Linked DNA regions of Mus musculus: region 1 is linked to region 2. Evidence: chromatin contacts called from public Hi-C data. All regions are on one chromosome and are shown on one strand. Each heading gives the region's core, a stretch centred on a gene start, on an enhancer-like site or on the middle of the called end of the contact. The rest is flanking DNA. Distances are from core to core; before and after follow the strand shown. Region 1 has its middle 170 kb from the start of Mdfic. Region 2 holds the start of Mdfic (MyoD family inhibitor domain containing).

The links. Hi-C and Micro-C count contacts between places; a contact is called where the count stands out from the background.
Region 1: a Hi-C map of liver shows a contact between it and region 2, with 1.6 times the contacts expected there. The contact joins the enhancer-like site here to the promoter of Mdfic in region 2. A contact is called at or near these places in 1 of 39 promoter capture datasets (liver), 5 of 484 Hi-C or Micro-C datasets (liver and uterus), 1 of 115 datasets of contacts at active chromatin or transcription factors (bone marrow-derived macrophages) and 1 of 9 other capture datasets (pancreatic islet).

The regions. Positions count from the first base shown.
Region 1 is chr6:15,892,153-15,897,419 of GRCm38.p6, forward strand. No RefSeq gene overlaps it. Among named protein-coding and RNA genes, the nearest start is that of Mdfic, 170 kb to the left of the region's middle. Within about 2 kb of position 1,794, at least 4 of the 459 cell types and tissues checked have an H3K27ac peak or open chromatin away from gene starts, as enhancers often do. A contact at or near this core is called in liver, where this site is marked.
Region 2 is chr6:15,719,174-15,724,282 of GRCm38.p6, forward strand. Mdfic (MyoD family inhibitor domain containing) reads left to right here and starts at 1,488. Exons shown (of 5, transcript NM_175088.5): 1 at 1,488-1,790; 2 at 2,014-2,191. The coding sequence starts at 2,098.

The DNA of each region.
Region 1 (5,267 bases), core at 544-3,043, 170 kb after region 2:
TGAGTCCACCAATCACTGTGCTCCCTCCCTTCTCTGTGCTCCCTCCCATGACTGTGTTCCCTCCCATCGCTGAGCTCCTTATTAGATATTTCCCAGGGCCCCAGACACTCCAACTCAACCCTTCTTTTTTTTACTCTAGGAGTTATAACTTCTGTTTATCTATCCTGTTCAGATTTCTGAAATTTCACTTAATTTGACTTTAATAATGAAAGAAAAAAAAAGGTGTTTTGAGTCTTATTTAATGCAAATGAGCTCTATATTAGCTAAGTGTTAATTAAATCTGACCCTATCTCTTTTTTTTGTCTCTCTGTCTCTCTGTCTCTCTGTCTCTGTCACCCCCACCCCCAAACACACACACTTGAAGAAACTGATATTCTCTACTCCTTGGAAAATCTCAGACACAGCAGGACCCTAAGCTTTCCAGTCAGTCTGACCTTACCATCTCTGACATCATCTCTATTTTTCCCTCTTTGAACTATAAAGCATGCATATGTATGCATTCCTATTTATTGTGTGGGATTTTTTTTGATGTATTAATGAAATGTGTAAAATTTTAAGTCTAATACCCATGCCATTTCTCACTATCTCTGTCTAGCCTAAGGCCAGACATAGCACATGCATAAGCTGACATTGCCCACACCTGCTGCTCAACAAGTTGACATGTTTTGCCATCTTAAAATGTGTCTCTTGACTTAAAACTGTTAACCAATGTTTGTAAAAACCAAATACTGTTAATCCATGTATATTTATTATAGAAAGAAAATTACAGTCTTTGGACATATTTTTTACACGTGCAAAAATAAGTCAGAAATATAACTTTAGAGATAATGATCTGTACGTTTTTGAGCAGTGTGAGGCTTTCAGTGTGATCATTACCATATATTTTGGGACAATGGTTCTCAGTGCCTTACAGTTTCTGAGTCTCTGTGGTAGTTCATTAAATGTTTGCGTACAATCTATCATAACTTGTTTTTCCAACACTAATTTAGCCTGTCGCAAATTATCACTTGTTCAGGGAAAAAAAAAAAAAAAAAGAGCATGAGTAACAGTTTCCACTCACCTTGCCAAACTTGTCAGGAACATTCCATCTGTTCTTCCAAAGCTAATGTTTACCTGATACAATAGACAAGACTTGCATCTGAAGCCTGGCGTTTTGTTTTTGTTTATTGCATTAAGGGGAGAGTTTCACCTATGATGCTTACACAGACACCCACCAGCAGGACTTCCATTGACCTTTGTAGAGAACTGTGAAACATTAACAGAAAACCCGATAAAGATAAATTCTTTCTTTACCAATTTAACATCCGGCTGAAGTATCTTCTATTTATACAGATATAAAAGAAATGAGTTAGAGAACTAACTACTATTTTAATCAGGAAAAAGAAATAAGTTTTGCTTTCTAAATAAAGTTAAGCAACCTACTCAAAAATTATATTCTACCACTCTTTGGTTTTAGAACATTTTAGGAAGAACAAAAGCCTTCTGGAATTTTATTTATTCAAAATGGATTTTGAAATATATTGCTCAATAGCGGCTAAACATTTTTTTTTTTGAAAAAAAGGAGTCAACATGTTCTTTCATTTCTCAGTAGTTCAAGCACACCAGCTACACACCGACTTCTTCTTTCATGCCGTACCAAGCTGGCCTCAGACATACATAATAAATGATCCTCAAAGATAATGAATGTTTTGAAGCGTTTTCTTGATTTATGTTACTGGCTCACCAACTATTCCCAGGAAAAATGAGGTGGACTACTTCCAAATATGCCCTCCTCACCTTCCTGCTCACACCTCTCTGTCCTGCCAACATCTTGTTTTCACAGTTGTACTGTATTACCTAGATGCTCACTCTGTGTGGTCCTTTTCTAACAAGGAAATAGAAATAAAGCAATTCCCTGATTGATTTTTTTCTCTTACCGTAATCCTGGCCTCCTGAGAATCTGGAGGTCACTGATTTACTCTCGGCTTCCCTCCTTTCCCACTTTCCCCCAAATGGCTTTATTGGATGGAGAGCAAGCTCACGGCAATGCCTCCTGACTCCAAGGTGAAGAAGATGCCTGGCATAGCACTTTTCCATAGGTGTGCACCTGTAGTTCCAGCTCTGTGGCTCAACTGTCAGGCTGAGAGTCCCTTTGTTCTTTTTTAACCAATTAATTGGGTGCTTCCCTAAAATACCAGGCCACCATCCTGAGCTGACAGGGCAAAATGGTCATCTGAGGGTAACCTGAATAGCTCACAGAACATTGCTGAGCACAGCCATGACCAGTTTGTGACTAGAAAAGTGCCTTAGAAAGTTATTTATTCTGCTGTGTCACAGACTGATAATGGAAAAGATTCCTCGTTTAATCATATCATTCGAAGATATTGTAGGAGTCAAGGTTTATATGTAATACCTCTAAAATATTACTATAGGTGTTCAGCTAAATTCATAGAGCTATTGTGGGAATTTAAACCAGTTTGGAAAAAACAAACAATGAGCTTATTGCACTTTCAGGCTGGCATTAATACTTTGCAACATTAGAGGACAACACACTCATTTTGCTCTGGAATCTTGGGGCCTAGAACCACAAATACATTAAAATTGGCAACAGGGCAATAAAGTTCCTACAGACATTACTGTATAACCCTGAAAGTAAAACAAGTTCGCTTAATGTTTAGAAGGAAAACTTAGCCCTGCAAGTTTGCTGTATTTCACGATGTTAAACCAAATTGCAGAACTTGTGACTCCATGTATTTTTAAAGTAAAAATTTAAAAATGCTTTCCCTTTGGTTAAAAATGGATTCTTTTCTCATACAATATATCCTGATTACAGTTTCCCCGCCCCCTCCTCCTCCCAGCTCCTCTCATTTCCTCTCGCATTGAGATCCATTCTCCTCCCTTTTCTCATTAGAAAGTAACAGGCTACAAAGAGGGAAAACAAGCGATAGAACAAAAGGCATCATGGTGAAGTTAGAGAAGGGAAACCAACAGAAGGAAAAGAGCCCCAAGAGAGTCTACATACACATACATATATGTTCTCTCTGCTTTACCTTCTCTGAGTTCATGTGAGCCTTGCTCAGTTAACTTAGAGGGCCTTGTTCCCCTGGTGTCTTCCATCCCATCTGGCTCTTGCACTCTTCCTGCCTCCTCTTTCATGGGATTCCTTTAGTGACTCCATATTGAAACCAAGTTAGAATTTGGTTGGTAACATTCACAACAATGACGATTGCTTATTTATTCATTATATGCTGTCACTAGGAGTGGAACACATATCACTTTCTTCTGCTTTCACAGTGATTCCACTAGATAATGTATTAGATTCTTAAAGCTGTAAGAACAAAGACCTCCATAACAAATTATCATGTCCCTGGAAACTTAAAACAATGAAAATTTATGATGCCATACCTCCTGAATCTAAAATATCCAAATCCAGCCAGGCATGTGGTACTTCTGGCTTTGAGAGAGTATTTTGTCTTTGAATCTCTGTCTTTGGTAATTCCTAGTATTATTAAGGTGGAGCTACCTCACCCTGACTGTTCCTGTCACTTTGGTGACTCCTGCCCCCTGTAGTTTTATCCCAAGTAAGTAATTTTTTTTATTTTTTTATAAAATGTCAATAAATTTTATTAAATTCAGAATTGAAAGTGAATTCATTATTAAATGCTTTTTATAAGTCAAATTGATAATAATGCAAACAGTTGCGAGAATTAAAATCAAATGAGTAAATTTCTAGAAAGATACTGTACTTGCTGATTTTCTGTGTCAACTTTTTTTTCTTTTTCTTTTTCTTTTTTTATTAGATATATTCTTTATTTACATTTCAAACGTTATCCCCTTTCCCGGTTTCCCTCCCTCTTGGAAACACCCTATGACATCCTCCCTCCCCCTGCTCCTATGAGGGTGTTCCTCTACCCACCCACCAGATGTCCTTCAACGGAGGAATGAATACAGAAAATGTGGTACATTTACACAATGGAGTACTACTCAGCTATTAAAAATGATGAATTCATGAAATTCTTAGGCAAATGGATAGAACCAGTGAGTTGGATAGAACAAATGGATCATCCTGAGTGAGTTAACCCAATCAAAAAAGAACACACATGATATGCACTCACTGATAGTATATTCACCCCAAAGCCCCAAATAACCAGGATACAATTCACAGACCACATGAAGCTCAATAAGAAGGAATACCAGAGTGTGGGTGCTTCGGTCCTTCTTAGAAGGAGAACAAAATAATCTCAGGAGCAAATATGGAGATAAAGTGTGGAGCAGAGACTGAAGGCAATGTCCCTGGGGATTCATCTCATATACAGTTAACACATAAGTCTTTTTTTTTTTTTTTTTTTTTTTTTTTTTTGGTTTTTGAGACAGGGTTTCTCTGTGTAGCCCTGGCTGTCCTGGAACTCACTTTGTAGACCAGGCTGGCCTTGAACTCAGAAGTCCACCTGCCTCTGCCTTCCGAGTGCTAGGAGCACATAAGTCTTAAATGGAGAGTTGTCATTCAATTTAGAACCTACCCAGATAGTCCAGTATAATCTTATTTCAAGATCTTTAGCTTAATTACATCTTCTAAGTCCTTGCCTCCTCTCAACTCAGTGAATATTTCCAACTTATCTTTGATGCCCACGAAACACTCACTGCGGGTAACTAGAATTACCATTTCAAGTTTACAGATTGAGAAGGGAAGCATTTATGAGTATGTGGCAAGAATGTCATACCAGGCAAAGTCATTTACGTATACTGTATTATCTACTTAATGGTCACAGCAACCTGCTGTCAGGTAAAATTGGAACTACTGCCATTTTACCTATACTAAAACCCTTCTAATTTGCCTAAAATTCCATATGCAAATGTACTCATTCATTTAAAAGGACTTTCTGACAAAAATTCAAGAAAAGTAAAAACATTCAGCAGGGTAGATTGTTTTAAGAGGTTAGAAAAAAGTAAAGGGCAAGATAGGATACTATAAGCAGACAACATTTTTCAATGCATGGTTAGAGAAGGTCTTATAAAGAAGAAATGAAGGGAAAAGGCTATGAGTGGAAGAGCCATAGAGAATGCCAGGCATACACAATACTCGGATGGAGCACAGGGTCCCCAATGAAGGCACTAGAAAAAGTACCCAAGGAGCTGAAAGGGTTTGCAGTCCTATAGGAGGAACAACAATATGAACTAACCAGTACCCGCAGAGCTTCCTGGGACTAAACCACCAACCAAAGAAAACACATTGTCGGACTCGTGTCTCTAGCTGCATATGTAGCAGAGGATGCCTCGTCAGTCATCAA
Region 2 (5,109 bases), core at 238-2,737:
CCTCCTCCCTCTCTTGTGCTCTTGCCTCTCTTGCTCATTGCTCCCTTGCTCCCCCACCCCCATTCCTTTCCCCTCTCTCTCCATGTGGTCTCTACTTCTCTACTCTCTCCTTCTCTCTGCCTTTCTCTGCCTCTACTATTCTCTTAACTCCCCTCCCCCTGCCCTGAATAAACTCTATTCTATACTATACAGTCCTGTGACTGGTCCCTCAGGAAGAAGGGATGGCTTGACATGGGCCCCACCAAGACACCCCCTTCCCCACACCCCACCAGCTAGAACATATCTTTATAGCTCTTTCTCTTTTTATGATCACAACAGTAGGTTCTATGTAGTCCAGACTCTTGACACGTTCTTAAGAGACTTAAGGCACTTTTTACAATGTCATCTATGAATCTACAAATTTTATTTAAAAACGGGGCCATATCTATTAGCTATAGGTCACCGAGAAAAATGCCATTTTCTATGGAATCCAAATACCTGCCTTCAGAACCTTTGAAGATTGATTTCTCGGAGTAGTTGAAATCAAGTTCTTGTTTCTTTAGAGGTAAGAAATAGACCTTTTCCGTCAGTTGAAAAGAACTTGAATGGTCACTTTTTGAAGATAAACATTCCTGATGTATTATTAGTAATGATGGGGGTGAGTGAGAAGGAGAAACCATTAAGTTTCTTCAGTTTTGATATGCACCTCCACTGAACTCTGCATTTCACTCAAACAAAGAACAAAAATTAACCAGATGTATAAAAGTTCTTAACAGCCCGTTACACTTGCTCTTGGCCCTTTAGAGTCTGCCACAGTCAGAACATTTCATTTAAAAAGCCACCGACAATGAACCTTTTACGTCTGAGCACAGTTTAGCTTCCCGCAGACGTCACACGGTCAGAGAGGCACTCAGCCTGGGGTAGGACAGATGTGCTCAAGAATGTTCACCTTGCACTCCTGGGTGGCTCTGTGCAACTGGTTTAACCAGATCAGGAATCCTGTCTGACAGAAGTAAAGTAATAAAAAAGAAAAAGATGAAGAGATTAGACAAGTACTTGGGACCTGTGAACAAGGTTTTAAATACACATTTATGTCTTCATAGTACCAGGAAAGTCAGTGTGTGTGTTTGAACACACATGTACATTCATCACACACACACACACACACACACACACACACACACACACACACACACACCCTTCCCTGTTTTCAAAGGTCGCTTCCCTGGGGCATTCCTCAAGATTATTTAATAGTCTATCGAAGGGCAGGATTGAAAGTGGTTTGAGGGGGACTTTCCCAGAAAGGTTGAAGATGTTTGAGCTGCCAAGGTTAGCTCCCTCCCTGTTTTCCCTAACCTTGGTGGGCCTGGGCTAGGGAGCCTGCATCTGGCCTGTCCAGCTCTGGCCTCCTGACCCAGACAGCTCCCTCGCAAGGGAGCTCAGGGCCAAACCTAGGTCGCGCCGCCCCCAACCTCGGGGCTGTCTGCCAAGAGTTCGAGGCCACCCCAATCCGGATATGATGAAAGGGAGCCACAGAGAGAGAAGTGTTTGAAGAGTGTAGGAGTGGCAGCGCGAGGGTGAAAGAGACGCACAAGTGGATCCTAAAGTCCTTCCCGGAGGAGAGGGGCTGCCCGGAGGGAAGGGACGGAGTGCGCGGAGTCAGCGCGGGCGGCTGCCACTGTCGCTGCCACTCCCGGGGCCGGAGGGACGTGGTCAGGCTGCCAGGGCGTGATGGGGCCGCGGCCAGAGCCTCGCTGACTACCGGTGGCGGGAGGAAGGGACCCGGAACAGCCCACGGGGGGGATGCCAAGGTAGGTGGAGGTCCCTTAGGTCGCTCTGCCGCCGAGTCCCCGCGCGTCCCCTCCCAGCGCGCGCGTCCCGTTCGCAGCGTCCCCCCAGGCTGCTTTCAAATCCTAACTTCCCTGGGGTGGAGTTGGAGGAGGGACGCGGAGGGGGAGGGAATGGCCCAGGCATTGCGGCGTGCTGTGCTCTAAAAACAGTTGATCCTGCTGTCCCTTTTGCTTTTCCCGCCAGAGGCAGGCCGTTTCCTGCACCCAGCACCTAAGCAGCTGGGGTCCGTGCACCCCGCGGGGACGGCTCTGGCTCGGAGCGTGGCCCATGTCCTGCGCGGGTGAAGCCCTCGCTCCCGGGCCCGCGGAGCAGCAGTGCCCGGTCGAGGCGGGCGGCGGCCGGCTGGGCTCCCCGGCCCACGGTGAGTAACAAGTACTTGCGAGTTGCGAGTTTCTGGGACGTGCTTGCACACTTAGGGATGGGTGGTGGTGGTGGTGGGAGTGGGGAACTGCGAGGATGGGCTTCAACTTCGGAATTGTGAACTTTTGCACACTTATGTTACTTAAACAAGTCTGCCAGAGGATCACTGCCCCAGATCAACAACCGGATAGGAGGGCGGGATCCCTGGCCCCTCTATTCCCTTTTCTTGCTAGAAACTGGTTGACTAGATGGCTTCTACCTTCTGCCTAAGCACTTCTTGGCCTGGGACTCAGGAGGGGTGTGAAGTCTCCAACCCTTGTCTAGTACTCTTAAGTTCTTATGTTCTTTTCTCATGCAGGGCAGTCTCTGCTCTCTGAGCTAGCGTGGGCTCTCCTCATCTTTCTGGTTCTTGTGGGGTACTCTGACCCCCAGGTTAAGCATCCAGGTTTCTGAGACCAGTTTCTTTTGGAATGGCTCGTGCATATGTTTTCAATAACGTTTGTTTTGGAATAAACACGTTCCAAGAATGAATTAACTCTTTTGAGTTCTTCCAAAGGGAAAACAAAATCGTTTGCTTCTGGGAAGCTTCCATAACCACATTTTAAAATTCTTTGAAGGTAATAGACTTCAGGTGCTCTTTGGTGGCAGAACCAGACTCTCACCATTTCTCTTCCCTTTTCCAGTAAGGACAATTCCAATGAGGACAGTTCTGACTGGCAGACACCAGATAACTTTCCAGCTCTCCAAAACTCTTGATTTTAAGCATGTCTAAAATCTTGTCTCCCAGTACCCAAATATATACTGCCTTAAGTTTCTTTCTTCTCTTTTTAATTCGGGGGGTGGGGGGTGGGGAGGGGGGGGAGGAAAGGAGTTGCTGTTCTAACCAGAGTAGATAGTAGCAGAAAACATCCAAGCGTAAATTGAAATGTTATGTTTATCATTTCGATTTAGAAGAGTGACTCATTTCTTTTCCTAAACAGAGAGAATCCAAGTGATTAGCTGTAGAGAAGAACCAGATTGATAAACACGTTTTCTCAGAAGCAGCCCGTCTTACACACACTGCATTGTCAACATTGTCATCTCCCTGCCATTAGCCATGCCCGCCCACCCTCCACAGTCATAGCCACTCGTCGATAGGCTCTTTATACTCCCACTTCAGTCATTAATCACTCCTGGTAAACAATGCTTACGCCAAAAATCAACTGCAAACACTCCAGGTAAAACTATTGGGCCGGGTGTGGTTGTGCACGCCTTTAATCCCAGCACTTGGGAGGCAGAGGCAGGCGGATTTCTGAGTTCGAGGCCAGCCTGGTCTACAAAGTGAGTTCCAGGACAGCCAGGGCTATACAGAGAAACCCTGTCTCGAAAAACCAAAAAAAAAAAAAAAAAAAAAAAAAAAAAAAACCAAAAAAAAAAAAATTGGATTTGGAAATAGCCAATACGCACAAAATCTAGTGTTAACGCTAGGGATGGTTAAAATCTCCTGGAAGAACTTGTCATGGTACCTCCTGTGTACAAAGCTGCTTGGTGTCAGGTGATCTGCGCACAAGGAGGAAGACATCTCAAAGGGCCTGAGGTTAACGCTAGCTGCATACAACGTGTATATCTCTCTATGGAAAACCAATGTCCTCTTGCAATTGAACATTGCCTTCCTCCAATAGTCCCACCTGCTCACCCTATCGCTGGGAAACAAAACATAGTGTCTGAGCATAGTAGGACACTAGTGTTCAGTTAATCAAAGTTTAGTTTTAAAATTCTACACACTAAATTAAGTAAGGAAAATATAACATTTAAGGGACATTTACAGAAGATATTTGCAAAAGAAAAAAAAGGAATGTGAGATATGTCTTCTGCCGTGTTAAACACACTTATTATATGTGCACCTAATATATGTAAAAGCACATTTAGTATGTTGTGATGAACTATTCACTATGTTAACCCAAGGTGTAATTCTTAAAAATTGGAAGTAATCTTAGGGATTTTTAAAATCTAGTTTGAACCTCCTAATCAGATTCTGGGCTCCTTTCTAGAACCTGGAATGTGGGGTTGAGAAACGTAACATGATAGCCTGCTGCATTTTCAACACTGAGTTTGCAAGGTTTTCTTTACTGAAAGGACAGTCCTGGACGCGGACCTTTCCGCTGTGCTTCTGTGAACTTTTCTGTTGCTTTGAAAGCATAGATATTATAGTACTAATATCTACAATGCTGTTACAGAGTAAGGTGCTTGCATGCTACATGCAATAAATGGGGACCAGGAAAGTGACAGGCAAGGTATCTGTGGGATTCAGTGTCCAGGAAAGGAAGTGGGCCAGGCGATAACACGACTTAGTTCTAGTTAAGTACTGTCATGTGGGTTCATGTCTTCTGATGTCCTAAGGGATACTAGATGCATATGTGTATTGTTCCATCATTTTATAGTAACAAATTGAGTCAGTTTGTGTGTGTGTGTGTGTGTGTGTGTGTGTGTGTGTGTGTGTGTGTGTATGTGTATGTTTGTTTATTTTCCCCTGTGGCAAAGAACCTACCACATCTGGAGGTTGGATCTGACCTCTGGGCTTCTGATTTGTTGTCTCTGCTTTTGCAAACAGAACGTAAATGAGTTTTAAATGATTTTCCTGTTTATAACCAACATCTGAAATATTGAGTTATGCTCTCATGCAAAATTCCTGTAGAAATACCTTGGTAGGTGAAAGGCCATTTGGGCCTCACTTGTTCTCATAAGAAAATGGGTTTGTAGATATGATTCCTTGCGTTGTCCTTTCCTTTCCTTTTGGATTAAGCATTTGGATGCTCTTTCTGCTGTCATGCAGTACTGTAAACGAGAGTCTTTTCTCTAAGAGCTACGTTCAGAAGTTTGTGATTTATATATAGTGGAATCTTTAGAAATATTTTATTCCAATTGGTTATATTTTTAGAT